Linked DNA regions of Mus musculus: regions 2, 3, 4 and 5 are each linked to region 1. Evidence: chromatin contacts called from public Hi-C, HiCAR-type and HiChIP or PLAC-seq data. All regions are on one chromosome and are shown on one strand. The core of a region is the stretch at or near the end of the contact, and the rest is flanking DNA. Distances in the headings are between cores, read along the strand shown. Region 1 holds the start of Mlycd (malonyl-CoA decarboxylase). Region 2 holds the start of Bco1 (beta-carotene oxygenase 1). Region 3 holds the start of Gan (giant axonal neuropathy). Region 4 has its middle 32 kb from the start of Cmip. Region 5 holds the start of Cmip (c-Maf inducing protein).

Region 1 (3,276 bases), core at 481-2,980:
ACCTGCCTCTGCCTCCCAAGTGCTGGGATTAAAGGTGTGCGCCATCACACCCGGCTGGCAGGAGAGTTATAAGTCATGTGTTTGAGCTAGAAGAATAGACCTGGTGGCTTGCATTGTTCATGGTCCATAACCAGTGTCTGCTCTCGCATGATAGGCTGTTCCTGGATATCCTACCCACTATGGCAAACTCTTCCAAAAGGGCAGGTCCCAGCATCCACGGGCAGGCCTGAGGTGCTGTGGTACTAAAGACAGAGGCAGATGAAGAATGGAAGGGTACAGTTTATTGGAGAACTTACTCAAATGTATAGTCTTGGTAGACAGCAAAGCCAAACTGGATCCTACCACATGGGTCAGAAAGAGAGTCACAGACTCGAGTTAGGATAAAGTGACTTTCCCCCTAGCTGGAAGGCACGTGGTCCATCTTAAGTTCTTATCAAAGAGCCAGGTACAGGTTGGAGCCTGGATCCGGTTGTAAGGTCCCAGACGTCATTCTTGGGATTTGGTCTATCGATAGTTTGAAGAGAAACCATGCACCAAAAAATGAACTGTGGTTTCTCTAGGACAGTCACAACAGTCTGGATCCAAGATGACTGTCATCATATCAAGCTGAATCCATACAGAGCCTACTCTACCAGTCTGATTCCTTTTTGCAGTTATTTTAATGTGACTCCCTCCCTCAGATGGTAAACTGAAGGAGAATGAGCAGGGCTATTTCAAATGCAAGCCTAGGGTGGGCCTGGAACTCACCAAACAATTGAAAATCATTTCACTGAAAGAATGAATGAATGAATGAATGAATGAGGCCCAGCAAGGAAGCTGGTAGGGAAGAGATTCTTCCTATACCCATTTCCGGCATGACCAGACGGAAGCTCTAGGATGCAGCAGGAGGCATGGGCTGGGTCTCCAGCAGTTCTGTCTGGGTGGGATTCTTGACATGAGCCAGAGAGTACCTAGGGAGGGTCTGTTGGGAGAGACCCTGTTCTACTGTCCGCGGGTCGGGACAGGGTCAAAATGTCAAGTCAGAGAATTACTCTGAGAATTACATGCTTGGTGTGTACATGTGCATATACATTTCCTTGTACACACGTGTGGGGGTGCACGTATGTACATGTGTGGTTCTGGAAGCCAGAAGACACCTCGAGTGATGGCGCTACCCGCATACTTTTTGTTTGGTTGGTTTGGAGATAGGGTCTCTGGCTGACCTAGACTTACCTTGTTATCTGGACTGGCTGGCTCTTGTCCACCTCCCTGAGCTAGGACTACAAGCGTTTTCCCATGGGTTCTGGATATGAACTCAAGTTCTCAATCACTTTATCAAATGAGCCATCCCCATTCCTAGGAGACCTAGTCCAGCATGCAACCTTAAATTTCTCAGCTCCTCACCTACGCTAGATCCGAACCCTAGCACAGGAGGCTGCGTGCATAGCACGGTCCCGGGAAGAGCTGAGATGTCAAGCTCTCAGATCAAGAGAAGCGCGTGCGTAGTGGGGAAAGGGACTGAGGCGGTGACTCTCAGAACAGGTGTAAGGATGCAAGCCAAGAGGGCGAGTCAGGTGCCCCGGGGCTACCGGGTTCCGGGGACCTTTGGCTGCACTTGGCCTCCGGCCTGAGAAAGCCACCTCGCCCCTCCCCCGCCGTTCTACCCCCCGATTGGCCAATGTCTCCGTCCGCCGTCCGGCCTCGGCCAATGGGGCCGGCGAGAAACCGGAAGCCGGAGCCGGAAGCGAGGCAGAGGCCCGCTCTCCAGTGGCGTCTCCCGCTAGCAGCTGTCGCGGAGCTGTCATGCGAGGCCTCGGGCCAGGCTTGAGGGCTCGGCGCCTGCTCCCACTGCGGTCCCCGCCGCGGCCTCCGGGGCCCCGGGGACGTCGGCTGTGCGGCGGGCTCGCGGCCAGCGCCATGGACGAGCTGCTGCGGCGAGCCGTGCCCCCGACGCCGGCCTACGAGCTGCGCGAGAAGACGCCGGCGCCCGCCGAGGGCCAGTGCGCCGACTTCGTGAGCTTCTACGGCGGCCTGGCCGAGGCGTCCCAGCGCGCCGAGCTGCTCGGCCGCCTGGCTCAGGGCTTCGGCGTGGACCACGGCCAGGTGGCCGAGCAGAGCGCCGGGGTGCTGCAGCTGCGCCAGCAGGCGCGCGAGGCGGCCGTGCTGCTGCAGGCGGAGGACCGGTTGCGCTACGCGCTCGTGCCGCGGTATCGCGGCCTCTTCCATCACATCAGCAAGCTGGACGGCGGCGTGCGCTTCTTGGTGCAGCTGCGGGCCGATCTGCTGGAGGCGCAGGCCCTCAAGCTGGTGGAGGGGCCGCACGTCCGGGTAAGGCCCCGCCCGGGCCACCGCGACCCCGGGGCCGCCGCCCCCCGCCACCGCCCCGGGGCCCTGCCCACTTCCCACTCCCCACTCCCCAGACCCTTACCCATGCCCCTGCAGCCACCTCGCCGGCCTCAGATACCACGGTGCTTACTGCGTGGTTCGTAGCACTATCCTCGGGGGTCACTGTCGGGTGTGACACCCATTGCGCTTACTCCAAAATAGCTCTAGTTTTAACTGCGCTGTTCTTGAACAAGGATGGAACACGGCTTTGGGCAAAGTTTGGGCACCTCCCACGAACGTCCATCACCCTAACAGGTTACACGAAATGCACAAACATGGCCAAAAGTCAAGGTCACCACCGCCTGGGTCTCTAAAGCCTCCAGTCCTCTTTCTGCAATCTGACTTTGGACAAGAGATTTGATTCCAAACCCCCAGCCCCAGACGCAGTGATCCTAAGTTGACTTTTTAGTACCTGTGCTAGTCAGCAGCTTACCCAGCGATATCATGTAGCGTACAGATAACGGAGGTGTATATAGCTGAGACCCAAAGGATTGTCTAGCATAGCTGCCAGCCATTAATATTCAATAAAGAGGAGCATTGACCCTGAGTTCATACACAATGATATCACCATTTCAGAAGTCCCCAGTGTTCAAAGCCTCATCTGCTTTTTTCCTGACCTGCTTGAAACAGGCATGGCCATTTTTACTTCCATTCTGTCCTTTCGGTTGACACCTATCTCCTTTAGAGTGAAGGACATGACACGCTGAGGTGATGAGCTGTCCAAGACTTCAGATATACATCCCCTGATCCAGGCTCCTTTGCACTGCTATGTGCAGGTTTACAGACTTCTCATTTTGATTGCTTAACCCTTGGTGTAGTTAAGGGATTAATATGAGTCAGGGTCTCTCACTGAGACTTGAGACTCACCAGTTAGATTAGGTAAACTGCTCAGTAAGCCCCAGAAATATTCCT
Region 2 (3,276 bases), core at 492-2,991, 2.3 Mb before region 1:
TCATTCAAACTCACCGTCTCTTCCCTGGCTATGGGCTCCTCAGCTCCAGCTGTGCACAGTAGAGACATTCCTCAAACACGGGCCTCTGATTCCACTGAGCTTCTGAGTCAGTGGATCTGGAGCCCAGCCCAGTGACAGCACTTTGCAAACTCTCACCAGGTGATGACAACATGCAGCCAGGGGAGGAAGCACAGCCTGTTCTAGAACGTTCTAAAACCCTGAACGACTCTCTGCTCAGCTCTCACCCTCCTACCTCCACAGTTGGGCTATGTGAAGGCAAGCCCTGTGGCTCTCTCCCTCTCTCCTCAAACTCTGTCTGTCTGTCTGTCTGTCTGTCTGTCTCTCTCTCTCTCTCTCTCTCTCTCTCTCTCTCGTGTGTGTGTGTGTGTGTGTGTGTGTGTGTGTGTGTGTGTGTGTGTGTGTGTGTGTGAGCTTGTCTATAGGCCAGAGGACAACTTTGGCAGTTGCCTTTTCTGGTACCATCCATCTTATCTATTTATTTTTGAACTCACCAAGGGGCTAAGCTGGTTGGCCATCAGCTAAGGAGCTGCCTGCCTCAACCTCCTGAGTACTGGGATTGTATACATGCAGCAGGCAGCAGGCAGCAGGCAGCAGGCAGCAGGCAGCAGGCAGCAGGCAGCAGGCAGCAGACAGCAGACAGCAGACAGCAGACAGCAGGCAGTACCAGCACCAGGCTTGGCTTGGCTCCCCCACCCTTTTTTTTAACCCTGAGTCCTGAGAGTTGATCTCAGGGTCTTTCTTTGGCAAGTAGAATACTCTACTGACTGATCCCTGTCTCCAATCCCAAAGCATCTTTAGTTTTATAATTTCTTTAATTACATAAGACAGGGAGATCATACATATTCACGAGGTGTCCTGTGGTGTTTTGATTCCTGTATATGTGGTGGAGTGTGGAAGCCTTCTGCTGCTCTCCTGGCTGAGGGCGTCACTTCGAGCAGCAGGAACCGAGAATCCCCCAATTCCCACCCTATGCTCTCAAAAATGCAGTGTGGATTTTAGTCTTTGGGTCCTCCCTCTTATCAGTCTGAGTTGAACTGAAGGGTTCCCGATGGACTGGCTATGCAGAAGGCCTCAGGGATCCTCCTGTCTCTGCCTCCCAGCTCTGGAATTCATTCGGGTGCTCTGGGCAGAATTCAAAGCCTCGCTTGTGCACAGGCCCTGACGTTGTTTTGTGTTTTAATTGTTCTTTGGTTCCCGAAAAAGCCAAGTCTTTGTCTTCCCCATCTTTGCTTTTTAAATGGGCACATGACACATCTTTGAGCCCTCCTTCCAAAAAGAAAACCAATCAAGTGTCCGTTGATAGGATTTTTTTTAAGAGTGGGAACGAACCAAGCCCCAGGTTAAAATCAAAGCCTTCTCTCTCTGTTTGCAGAAGGCAAAGATGTCACCAGCCCACAACTTGCAATAGTGCGGTCAATGTCTTTGATGGTCCCCTCGCTTGAAGAGCCTTTGCTGATCCCAAATGCTGTTCTCTCTGCTCTAACCATAAATGCATCCAGTTCTCAGGATGGGCTAGCTCGGGCAAACTCAGCAGAACGCGCCAAATCATCTCTTCCGACTCAGAGCGGAGCCTTCCTTGGCTAAGCTAAAAGTGAAATCAGAGCGGAGGAGTTGGAAAAACACTAATGGGATTAAAGATTAGCAGTAACACATGGCTTGGGAACTGACCTTTGACCTAACACACACACACTGTATAAATTACCCAGCAGCTTCCGGCAGCAGGCAGAAGCACCGGTCAGCTTGGGGAAGGGACACAGAGGAAGAGACGGAGTGTACAGGGACCAAGGATGATGTCAAGGAGCAAAGAGCAGGAAGACAGGAGGCTTTGAGCACACACGGCTTTGTCTATTCCAGTAACAACCCCCTTGCTGCCGCTCACCGGTTCCATGGAGATAATATTTGGCCAGAATAAGAAAGAACAGCTGGAGCCAGTTCAGGCCAAAGTGACAGGTGAGACTTCTGTATTTAGATGGGCATTTTCCTCACCCCCTCCCCCTCCCTTTATCCCTCACCCCCACTCCCACCTCCACCTCCCCTGCCCCATGTTAGAAGTTGCTTTTGGAAGCCTGGAAACCCATATATGGCAACAGGATGAGCCAGTATCCAGAAACAGTCTCTGTAACCAATAGGGTATGTTTCTACACGGTAACTCGGTGTCCACGGGGAGAGCAATCCTTTCTCACTGTCTCCAGAGGAGTGTTGGGAATGCTCCGATAGCCACGGTGCAAGTGGGGGAGACCAGAGGACAACTTGTAGGAGCTGCTTCTCGCCATCATGTCGGTCCCAGGGATGGAACCCAGGTTGTCAGGCTTGGCTGCAAGCCTCTTTCAGGCACTTATGATTACAGTGGGTAGTGGGAACTGAACTCAGGCCCTCAGGAACTGGAAGCAGTGTGTGCTCTTAGGCACTGCACCATCTTTCCAAACCCTCTCTCTTTAAGTTTTCGTAAGACAAGATAGATGTCTCTCAGTCAGGGTTACCATCGCTGTGACAAAACACCCTGAACAAAGCAACTTGGGGGAGGAAAGGGCTTGGCTTCCACTCTCTGCATCCCTGTTCATCATCTAAGAAGTCAGGACAGGAACTCAGGGCAGGAACCTGGAAGCAGGGGCTGATGCAGAGGCCATGGGGGGTGCTTACCAGCTTGCTCCCCGTGGCTCTCTCTTCATAGATAGTTGATGGAGAGCGCTCCTGAAAGTGATCCTTCAAACTCAAACACGCTAAGGCTCAGGTGCCACCCTCAAGTCCACATTCACCTCATTACTTGAAGCAAGACCTCTCACCAACCTGGAACTTACCAGTTAGACTGACTAACAAGTCCCAGGAATCCTCCTGCCTCTGCCTCCCCAGCACTGGGATAACAAGCCCATGTTATCTCTCATGGCTGACCTTTTGTCACATGGGTTTGGAAGGCCAGCTCAGGACCTCCTGCTTGTGTGGTAAGCACTTTATCCACCGAACCATCTCCCCAGCCTCTAGAATATTCTCTCATGTGGTGAAGCAAACGTTCTCCCTCAAGACTCTGCCTGTCACCTCCAGAAAGCCACTGCTTCCCAGCTCTTAGCCAGGCAAGGCACTTCTGTTCTGCACAGCTCAGGGCTGCAGCGCTGCTTCTGGCAAAATGTATTTGGAGAGCCTATTTGTCCATCTCTTAATGGACAGCGGGCGACTTCAGAGTAGGGACAGCGTCTGTCCTCCTTGGTCCTCTTCAGTGCTAGCAAACTGCCTGCCCTATTATACCTTTTCTAGATAGGA
Region 3 (3,276 bases), core at 251-2,750, 2.2 Mb before region 1:
CCTGCATTATTTTATTATTATATTTTCTCAATAGGCACAAATACAGAGGCTGTATACAACACAGCCCACTACAGGCCTTACTAATTAGTAACTCACAGTTCCTTGTTAGCTCTACTCAGCTCTGCTTTCCCAGACCTTAGTTTTGACACAGCTTACTTTTTTTTTTTTTTTGGATGCGGGGGTTGTCTCTTTGGTTTTTCAAGACAGGGTTTCTCTATGTAGCCCCTGGCTGTTCTGGAACTCTCTCGGTGGGCCAGGAACTCACAGAGACCTGCCTGCCTCTGCCTCCCCGGTGCTGGGATTAAAGGCTTGCGTCACCACCTCCTGGTTTAGAGTCTAGATACTTTTATCACTGCAGGTATAGATACTGTGTTTGAAATGGAAACTGGAAATGTATCGATCTTCTACTAGTAACTTCCTTGACTTTACTCCCCTAGTCTCCTATCTTGAGTATAGTTTATACTCTGATTCCTATCAGTGACGCCAAAGCCTTGCTGCTTCCAGGGTGAAAACCAAGACTTTCCTTGGGGCCTTTGGACTACGGGAGGCTGTGCTGACGCACTGAAAACCACATCCTGCCTTACTTTGAATGCTGCCCCAATGTTCTGATCCTTGGTCCTCATAAGACTTAATTCTCTGTAGCCTCGAGCACCTAATGTTTGCACAAAATGGTAGCTACTTCCTCCACTCCCAAGCACCTTCAGCAACTTCCAGGGACACAGACGAGGCTCGCCCTGCAGAGTGAGCACACCCAGGGGTGCTTAGTACCACAGCCTTGATCTGTCTCTGTGGGAAGTCTAGCCCCCACCATCCGAACATCTGGCCTTCATACCCCCTAGTCTTTCAGACTTTATCTTTCCTAAAAGGTAGGGATGGCAATCATGCAATTAACTGGACCCCCTCTCCTTCCCAATTGTACTCTTGTGCGGGGGCGGAAGGGAGGGCATATACCACAGAGTCCTTTTATCCAGCCCACTATCTAATCTTGGCATCGATCTGCTTTAAAGACCCCGATCTTAGAAACCTTCGGAACACCTTACCCCTACCGCGGTATTTAAAACCCTTCCATTGCTCCCGGTCCCCAATTGCAAGAGGAAAACACCTTCCTTGCCACAGCCTTGCAAAACTGCTTGTTTCTCTCGCTTCACTCGCGACGTCTTCAGCGAAGGCTTCTGGCGGACTCCGCGTTCTGCCCGGAACTAATGGACGTGAACGTAGCGAGGCGTAACTCCCGCGAAAGGAATAATAAGTCCTCGGCTTCACTCTGCGTCTCACTCCCTTCCACACTGAGAGCACTCGGTTCGCCGAGACTGGGAATTGGATACCGCGGAACCGCTAAACCCTTCCGCCCGCACCAAGCACAGCCCGTGGGCGCGCCCGGCGCTCGCAGCCCAGCCCTTCTGATTGGCTGCTGCGAGGTAGGGCGGGGCGCGGGGGCGTCGCGGAAAGATGACGCAACGGCACAGCTCCTTAAAGGCGCCGTCCGCACGCGCTGCCGATGGCGCAGGCGCGTTGTTGAACTTCCAGCTCTGACTCCAGAGCTTCACTCAGTCCGGGCGGGCGGGCGAGCGGACGCGAGGAGTGGCCGGCGGGGACGTGCGCGGGACTCGGGCGGGCGGGTCGGGCAGGTGGCGGCGGAGGAGCGGGAGGCGCGATGGCCGAGGGCAGCGCTGTGTCCGACCCTCAGCACGCCGCGCGCCTGCTGCGGGCGCTCAGCTCGTTCCGGGAGGAGGCGCGTTTCTGCGACGCGCATCTGGTCCTCGACGGCGAGGAGATCCCGGTGCAGAAGAACATCCTGGCGGCGGCCAGCCCGTACATCAGGTGAGCGGGCGCCGCCGCCCATCGCCTCCGCATCCCTCCCTCTCTCTCTGGCCTGGCCGCCTGCGGCTCCAGTGGCTCTGCCGCCGCGCCCCTCGGGCGCCCATGGGCCTCTCCACCGAGATCGCCCCGATCCCGGAGTCCCTGGAGGTCCGCAAAAGCCCCAAACACGGTGTACAGGCCGTCCTGGACCCGCACCCGCGAGCAGGGCGGGGCTGCTCCGGGAAGAGCCGCCCCTTCGCCCCGACAGGCCCCGCCCGGCCCGCGGAGCCCCGCAGAAGTTTTACCTCCGAGTCACCGCACAGTGGGCCGGCCAGGTTTTGCGCGGGGAAGCCAAAACAAACACCCGCGGCTTAGGCAGAAGGAGAACCCTGTAAGAGGTCGGTGGGAAGCCCCCACCCCCAAAGCCCAACTGTCACTTTGCCACTCCCTTGTTACAAACAGGCAAAACTGTTGCGAATTTGAGAAGACCCGGGGTCGTTCTTTGGCTACAGTTACCACCGAGGACCCAGCGATTGTAACCACCAAGAGGGCACTGTAAAACTTAAGCGACGCAAACCTTAGCCCAGTTTACTAGGTTAATGAAAAGGTTGAGACCAAGCTTATAGCATCGGATCAGAATTTGTGAGATGGGCTCCTGTCTTTTCTTTAGCAACTTTCCTTCAGGCAAACTGGTTTGCTCTTTTAATATGGGGGGTGGGGGGGGGCACTAAAAGGTAGAGAAAGTGCCCAGTAAGCTGGTTAAATATAGACGAATGATAGCAATGTCACTAGAATTGACAGATCAGAAAATGGAAAATTATGTGTATGCCGTTTCTTAGGGCTCTGTCCCAGCAGAACTCGGACACATATGCTGTTCTTGAATCTTTGCTTTTGGAGACCTTCGAACTCCAGAAGCAATCCAAGTGCCCTTGAAACTTCTGGCTTTTAGCCTAGCCTGGCCTTACAACATTGGGCTCTTTGTGGACTTAGGGGTCAGGTGTCTGTGAACAAGAAATTTAGATCACCAATATGACAGCTCAGGGCTGGCAGTTCAGAGGTTAAGGCAGTCAATCAAACTGAATTTCCAGGCCAGACCTTTCCCGTAACAGAGTAATCCTAGTTTGGGAAATGCTTAGGAAAACTACAATGGATGCAGTATTGTTACAGATCCTTAAATGGCACCCAGCTCTAAAGTCGCATATCCTGAAACACTGTCTCCATCTTTCTCTGTGATACTTACCACTGCAGTAAACCCTGTATTTTGCTCATCTCCGTGAGCCACAATGTAAAGTCAGTAGGCCAAGGATTTTTCTTTTGTTTCTTGCTGGGACCTTCCTAGAGGGACTGGTGCCTGGTGCCAGAATACATGTGTTGAATGAGTGATTACCTCGCTTCCCAGTGGACATCAGAGGTTTGGCTCTGTTGTATTGCCATGTGAACTGGTTGAGAGGAGCACCGCCCTGGGCAGTCTGGAGA
Region 4 (3,276 bases), core at 561-3,060, 2.2 Mb before region 1:
TGGGCAGAACTACCGCTACACTACCACCTTCCACATCTGTGAGACCCCTTAGAACTTGTGGTTTCTCCAGGCCATGCGCTTCTGCTCCGCTTTTCTTCTTCCTCCTCGGTGTCTTCTCCCTCTTCCATTTTTTCCTTCTTCCCTCTCTCCATCTTCAGCTCCACCTTCCCTTTTATCTGCCCAATCATCAGCTCTCCTTTATTTTAAAAATTAAGGGGGGTAGCAGGTTTACAGGAAATCACCTGAGTGCTGACTCATTCTTTGTTCAAAACCACTCACAGGAGAACGGAATTAACATCAAATATAATTAGCCCCAGAACTATCCACAACATATGGATACACTGTAACTGTACAGATGGTTGTGAGTCTTCATGTGGTTGTTGGGGATTGAATTTTAGGACCTCTGCTTGCTCTGGTGGCCCCGCTTGCTCTGGCCAACCCCACTCACTCCAGCCCAAAGATTTATTATTATAATTAAGTACACTGCAGCTGTCTTCAGACACACCAGAAGAGTGCATCAGATCTCATTGCGGGCGGTTGTGATCCACCATGTAGTTGCTGGAATTTGAACTCAGGACCTTCAGAAGAGCAATCAGTGCTCTTACCCACTAAGCCATCTCGCCAGCCCCTCCACCTGTTTTCAAGGCAAACACATTAGTAATGGAGCCATCTTCTGAGCTGCATCTGGCCTTCCTGAGCACACGGGCAGACTCCCTCAGTCTCCTTCCATCCCATGCATCACCTGGTTCATTCCAGGAAACATGGGGGACGTCACCTATGCAAGTGCATCCCATGGGGCTTTTGGGAACTTGGAGTAGGTGTATCAGACCCTCTGCCTTATGCACCAGCCCTTTATTGGAGCCTATCACACTAAGTACAACCAGTCTGGGGTGTCCCTGGCAAGTGGAGAAGGCCGCTCTGCACCAGAGCCCACACAGGACTTTTTCTCTGTTTCCACAGGGCCCCTGAGCACTAGGCAGGGCCTGAGTAGTCAGGGCTCAGTAGAGGGCCCACTCAGGAAAATAGACAGACCAACAGCCTCCAAGTGTAATGTGCTCAGGCTAAAAGCTCCAAGGACTTGTGGTTACTGCTGTCCTTCAAAATCCCCTGACATCTGTAATGGCAACTGTGGGCTCAGGACACAAGACTTTGTCTCCGGCTGGGGGCTGGCCTCAGTTTTCTTATCTGAATAATGGGCTTGATGATAATCCAGTCCCCGGGATACATTGTAACTCTCACTGAGAGACAGCTGTTGGGTGGGTGTTATTCTGTCCATGTAAACAAGATCAAAAGAAGAACCCTTGAGAGCTCTTAGTTTTTATTTGGTTTGAGGCTGAGTCTCACATAGCCCAGGTTGATTTCAAACTTACTAAGTAGTGGCCTTGACCTTGAAATTATGTTTCTTCTGCACCCACCATCTCAGTGTTGGGCCTCTAGGTGTATGTGCCCACTATAGTCCAGGCAGAGCTGTGGATGGAAACTTTCGCATGCAAGGTGAGCCCTCTACCAACTAAGCTACATTCTCAGATCAAGAACAGTACTTTTCCCCAAAAATACTTTTAATATTATGGGGATTTTGTGGGCTAGGGTGAATCCTTCACATCTTCTCTCCATGACCAGTTTCCTTGTCTTTGTTATCATAGGGCTACAAACTTCCAAATACTTTCTCATTCCTGGTTTAGTCTTCTGGCATCCAAGTGCAGTGGTAGAAATGGCCAGCAGAGGGCGTCGAAACCCACGAGGATTCAGCCTCTAGGCTCTCGGAGTGGTAGCCTGGAACCCGGAAGCAGGAAGAGAGCTCTAGCTGCCTGTCACCTGTGCCCTCCTAGCCAAGTTCAGTACAGAACCCTAGTACCCTGGGGACTTTGTTGCTGACGCAGAGGCAGAATTGGAAGTCCCTGCACCTTTCCCGATCCTGACCCAAAGTGGTCCCCGACTTCTGGAGATCTGATTGGCTCATACCCTGCCTCAGGGTAGCCATGACCACTGTGAAGGAAAATTGCTGGGAGGGAACTGCGTCTATAAATATTGATTGATCGATAAGGACTTCTGTGATGGGAGAGGTTGGAATGTTGCAGGTCCAGAGCCAGATTATCTTGGACCATCTTTAGCCAGTCGTAGCCATTTTTTTGCCCTCCTCTGTGTGTGACCTAACATCCTTCTGGTTATTAGTTAAGTTGTTTGGAATGCATAGAGACCCCCTCGCTCCTGACAACCCCAAAGCTAAGGATGTGGTCAGATAATATCTGGTGCCTCTTATAGACATGTCTCTGCGTTGCTGGGACCCACTTAACCTGGTGTCTCCACCAAAGTATTTAAAACACATTTATCTATGATTCTCCTAGTCCAGTTCCTATTAATAGTTTCATAAAACAGTTACTACACTGGAAAATGGAACTTGGGTACCTTGAATCTGCAGTGCATGGTCACTTAAATTTTTTTTCCCCCAGAAACAGTCTTTCATTCCTTTTAAAGTGAAAGCTGAATTTTTTGCATCAACACTACACAGTAGATGTTCTTTAAAAATTTTTTTTTAGATTTATGTATTTAATTTTATTTTTATTTTTTATTAGATATTTTCTCAATTTACATATCAAATGTTATCCCCTTTCCTGGTTTCCCCTCCTAAAACCCCCTATCCCCTCCCCCTGCTCACCAACCCACCCACTCCTGCTTCCTGGCCCAGGCATTCCCCTACACTGGGGCATAGAACCTTCACAGGACCAAGGGCCTCTCCTCCCATTGATGACTGACTAGGCATCCTTTGCTACATATGCAGCTGAAGCCATGAGTCCCACCATGTGTGCTCTTTGGTTGGTGGTTTAGTCCCTGGGAGTTCTGGGGGAACTGGTTAGTTCATATTGTTGTTCCTCCAGATTTATTTATTTATTTTATTTTAAGTATATGAACCTCTGGCTGGAGAGATGGCTCAGTCGTTACGAGCACTGGTTGCTCTTTCCAAATGTCTTTAGTTCAATTCCCAGCAACCACATTCTGGCTTACAACCATCTATAATGGGTCCCTGAGAGGACTACACACCTAAGTGTATATATGTGCACTGCATGGCACTGCACGTGTGAGTTGTACCTGTGGATCCCCTGGAACTGACGTCATCGATGGTTACAAGAGGAATAGACACAGGTCCTCTGTAAGAGCAAGTGCTCTTAATCATGATGTCCCACCTCCCTCCCCACCTCCGCCTCAGTGAACATTCTTGGCTGTGTCCAGCCAGTCAGTATCATCTGGTATCATCTGAGGATGACTTGCAACATCCTC
Region 5 (3,276 bases), core at 496-2,995, 2.1 Mb before region 1:
AATGACGGAAGGGGACTTTTTTTATTGTCTCCAAGTTGTCACATTGGCCCATTTGATGCCTGTCCTAGTGTGGGAACTGAAGACCAGGGTTGGCCAGGTTTAGTCTGAGACTCTGGAATGGCCTGTGGTGTGGGTGGAACCCAAGGCTGCTAGATCACTCTGGGGGAGATTTGTTTCCTGAGACCCTTGGAGGGGCTCTCCTCAGGACGCTGAGGGTTGGTGTCCTCTCCCAGTACTGCCTCCCAAAGCAAAGGCCAGGAAGCATCAAAGACCAGAGAAGAGGCCTTCTGTGGGGGCTATTTCAGAAGAGGGAGGGGGCATTTCCTTAAAATTTTCTCTTCCCTTCCCTTCCCTTCCCTTCCCTTCCCTTCCCTTCCCTTCCCTTCCCTTCCCTTCCCTTCCCTTCCCTTCCCTTCCCTTCCCTTCCCTTCCCTTCCCTTCCCTTCCCTTCCCTTCCCTTCCCTTCTCTTCTCTTCTCTTCTCTTCTCTTCTCTTCTCTTCTCTTCTCTTCTCAGACATATACTACAAGTTGGCTTCGAACGCACAGCCAAAGATGACCTTGAATTCAAGTGCTTGCTTCCAACTTCCTTAGAGCTAGGATTATATGCTCATGCCACCTTGTGGGGTTAGGTAGTGATGTAGTGTCCGAGAACCAATCTAGGGTCTTGTGCATGGTAGATAAACACTCTCCTGACAACTGAGGTACACCCCCAGTCCTATTTATTTATCTTATTTTGTTTTTAAAAACAGGGCCTTCTGTCTCGACTGGCCTGAAATTTACTATGTAGCTCAAACTGGCCTTGCGCCCACAGCAATCCTCCTGCCTCAGCCCCCCCTGAGTACTGAGCTTGTAGTGGTGAGCGACCATGCATAGCTCTGTGGAGCGGGATAGTTTCAACCCCAAGAAACTGTTCTGTGGACCCATCTGGCCATCCCTGGGGAAGCAGCTTGTGTTGGAAAGGCGGTGTCAGGGGTGCAGCGGGCAGAACCCCAGCTTTCGGCCCAGTCTTGGACTAGGAAGGGGAAGTACTGGTCGGCATCCTCTTGGTCATGGGGCTGACTTTATTTCCCAAGCCCGGCCCAGGATGGCGTGGTGGTTAGGGGCGCAGGGCTAGTGCTCAGCTGTGCACCCTCGGGGGCGCGGCCCGCGTGACGTCCCCTCGAACACTACCCACATTCCGGGGCGCGGCGCGGGGACTGTCGACGCTTGCCCAACCCCGGCCCCCTCCCCAGGGGCCGCCCCTCCCGTCGGGCCGCGCCCGCCTCCACCAAGTCCCCGCCCGGGGCCCGGCCCATCCCGGACTCCGCCCGCCCCGGGGAGGCCGAAGCCGCTGTTGCCGCCATTGACGTCAGAGGGCGGGCACATGACCCCGCGGGGACCAATCGCGCGCGCCAGCCTCCCGCAATCTCCCCGGCAGCCGGCGCGGCCCCCGCCCGCAGCACACACTCGCGGACGGACGCGGACACACGCACCGCACAGCGCGCCCGCGCGAGGCCGAGACACGCCCGCGCCCGCCGTCCCCGGCGCCGCCCCCGCCCCCCGAGGACCCGATCCTCTCTGCGCCCCGCGATCGCCCGCCGCCCTCGCCGCAGTCGCCAACCCGTTCGCGCCGGCATGCGCCCCAGCAGCTAGAAGGAAGCAGCCCAGGAAGCGCCCCGCGCGCCCCCGCCTGCCCCCGCGCGCTCCCGTTCGTCCCCGCGGGGCGCCCCCAGCCCACGCCCCCCCACCTTCCCGGCGGTGGGGGGGTGCGGGCCCTCCGCGGGGGCCCCGCCGGCCCGGCCCCACGCCAGCCGCGATCGCGCGCGCGGCCCCCGCCCCGGCGCGGCCATGGATGTGACGAGCAGCTCGGGCGGCGGCGACCCCCGGCAGATCGAGGAGACCAAGCCGCTGCTTGGGAGCGACGTGTCTGGCCCCGAGGGCACCAAGGTGATGGGCGCCGTGCCTTGCCGCCGGGCCCTGCTGCTTTGCAACGGGATGAGGTACAAGCTGCTGCAGGAGGGCGACATTCAGGTCTGTGTCATCCGGCACCCTCGGACCTTTCTCAGCAAGATCCTCACCTCCAAATTCCTGAGGCGCTGGGAGCCGCACCACCTAACGCTGGCCGACAACAGCTTAGCATCCGCCACGGTGAGTGGCCCTGCGTGGCCGTGGGGCTTCCCAAGCTGGGGTCCCTCGGGACCGAGGCGCCCCGCTGCTTGTCTCCGAGCGCGCGGCCCCCTAGTCCCGGCCTGCGCACGGGGCTGGGCTGGAACCTCTAGACTTGATCCTCCAAGGCAGGCTATGGGAATCCTCTTTCGTGTCCTGGACACTTAGCCCACCCGGGCTGAGCGCTTGGGGACTTTTGCCTAAACGCTTGCGTTTCTGATGTCTGGGACCCTAGACTGGGCCCTGAGGATAGTGGTGTTTGTTCCTTTTCTGAACTCGTTGCCCATCTGGATCTGAGCTACAGGAGAAAACAAAACGCAACCCTCTCCTCCATAAAAGCCGTAACCCCCCAGCGCCAACAATTTCCAGAAAGCAACTCCTGCGTTTGCTTTAGCCTGCCTTTACCCTTTTTTTTTTCCCCTGCCGGGCCTGGCAAGGCAAAACCGGGTGCCTGCCCTTTCTAAAAATCTCCTTCGCACGTTAGGAGGTTGGAGGGTGGGGGGCAGGGGGCCGAGGTCCTGGACCCGCTCAGACCCTGGGATAGTCGAGTTCTCTGGGTAGAAGCAGCTGGGCTGCCCAGCCTGCCCTTGCGTTGTCTGTGGAGCGTGTGTAAGCATGTTTTGTGGCTGCGTCCTGTTTTGTTACAGTTTTTTTTTTTTTTTTTTTTTTTTTTTTTTTTTTTGCTGTGTGGCCAGGGCCAGGTCAGCTGGATGAGATGGAGAAAGGAGGATCTTACTAGTTGCTTTCGGAAATCGAATCTGCAAATGGTGGCCTTCTTCCTCCTGGGGACAGACAGCTGTGGTGGGGTCGAGGAGGGGGAGTGGGGGCGGTGGGCAGGGCCTATACAGGATGCTTTGTGTTTTCCAACAAGGGCAGTTTCAAATACAGGCTCTGGCTGGGCCTTAGCCTGGCGCTTGGGGACTTATCTTTGTAGGGGCCCCCTTCTTGTCTAGAACGGACCGTACCCCCGTGGCAGGCTCCGTGGTGTTTACTAAACATCATGGGAGGGGGCAGAGTGCACCGCCTTGCTCACACCTGTGCCAAGAAAGCCCAGCCAGGAAACAGGGTGTTGCTTACATGCATGCCACAAATGTGTAGCGTGTGTAGACATTGCCTCGGCATCCATGTTC

What was found. Hi-C and Micro-C count contacts between places; a contact is called where the count stands out from the background. HiCAR-type assays count read pairs that join an accessible place to other places. HiChIP or PLAC-seq counts read pairs in DNA pulled down with a chosen protein or histone mark.
Region 2: an H3K4me3 HiChIP or PLAC-seq map of forebrain shows a contact between it and region 1, with 18 times the contacts expected there. The contact joins the promoter of Bco1 here to the promoter of Mlycd in region 1. A contact is called at or near these places in 2 of 39 promoter capture datasets (hippocampal neurons and liver) and 2 of 115 datasets of contacts at active chromatin or transcription factors (astrocytes and forebrain).
Region 3: a contact with region 1 is called in an H3K27ac HiChIP or PLAC-seq map of large pre-B cells, with 5 times the contacts expected there. The contact joins the promoter of Gan here to the promoter of Mlycd in region 1. A contact is called at or near these places in 2 of 39 promoter capture datasets (cranial neural crest and liver) and 2 of 115 datasets of contacts at active chromatin or transcription factors (embryonic forebrain and large pre-B cells).
Region 4: a Hi-C map of the G1E-ER4 cell line shows a contact between it and region 1, with 2.5 times the contacts expected there. The contact joins the enhancer-like site here to the promoter of Mlycd in region 1. A contact is called at or near these places in 2 of 39 promoter capture datasets (hippocampal neurons and liver), 2 of 484 Hi-C or Micro-C datasets (the G1E-ER4 cell line and cortical neurons) and 2 of 115 datasets of contacts at active chromatin or transcription factors (embryonic forebrain and forebrain).
Region 5: a contact with region 1 is called in a HiCAR-type map of astrocytes, with 6 times the contacts expected there. The contact joins the promoter of Cmip here to the promoter of Mlycd in region 1. A contact is called at or near these places in 2 of 39 promoter capture datasets (cranial neural crest and hippocampal neurons) and 6 of 115 datasets of contacts at active chromatin or transcription factors (astrocytes, embryonic forebrain, embryonic hindbrain and 3 more).

What each region holds. Positions count from the first base shown.
Region 1 is chr8:119,393,164-119,396,439 of GRCm38.p6, forward strand. Mlycd (malonyl-CoA decarboxylase) reads left to right here and starts at 1,731. Exons shown (of 5, transcript NM_019966.3): 1 at 1,731-2,307. The coding sequence starts at 1,783.
Region 2 is chr8:117,094,124-117,097,399 of GRCm38.p6, forward strand. It overlaps Bco1 (beta-carotene oxygenase 1), which reads left to right and starts at 1,742. Exons shown (of 11, transcript NM_021486.3): 1 at 1,742-1,971. The coding sequence starts at 1,908.
Region 3 is chr8:117,156,481-117,159,756 of GRCm38.p6, forward strand. It overlaps Gan (giant axonal neuropathy), which reads left to right and starts at 1,501. Exons shown (of 11, transcript NM_001081151.2): 1 at 1,501-1,821. The coding sequence starts at 1,655.
Region 4 is chr8:117,223,006-117,226,281 of GRCm38.p6, forward strand. No RefSeq gene overlaps it. Among named protein-coding and RNA genes, the nearest start is that of Cmip, 32 kb to the right of the region's middle. Within about 2 kb of position 1,811, at least 169 of the 459 cell types and tissues checked have an H3K27ac peak or open chromatin away from gene starts, as enhancers often do. A contact at or near this core is called in the G1E-ER4 cell line and liver, where this site is marked.
Region 5 is chr8:117,255,274-117,258,549 of GRCm38.p6, forward strand. It overlaps Cmip (c-Maf inducing protein), which reads left to right and starts at 1,746. Exons shown (of 21, transcript NM_001163262.1): 1 at 1,746-2,128. The coding sequence starts at 1,829.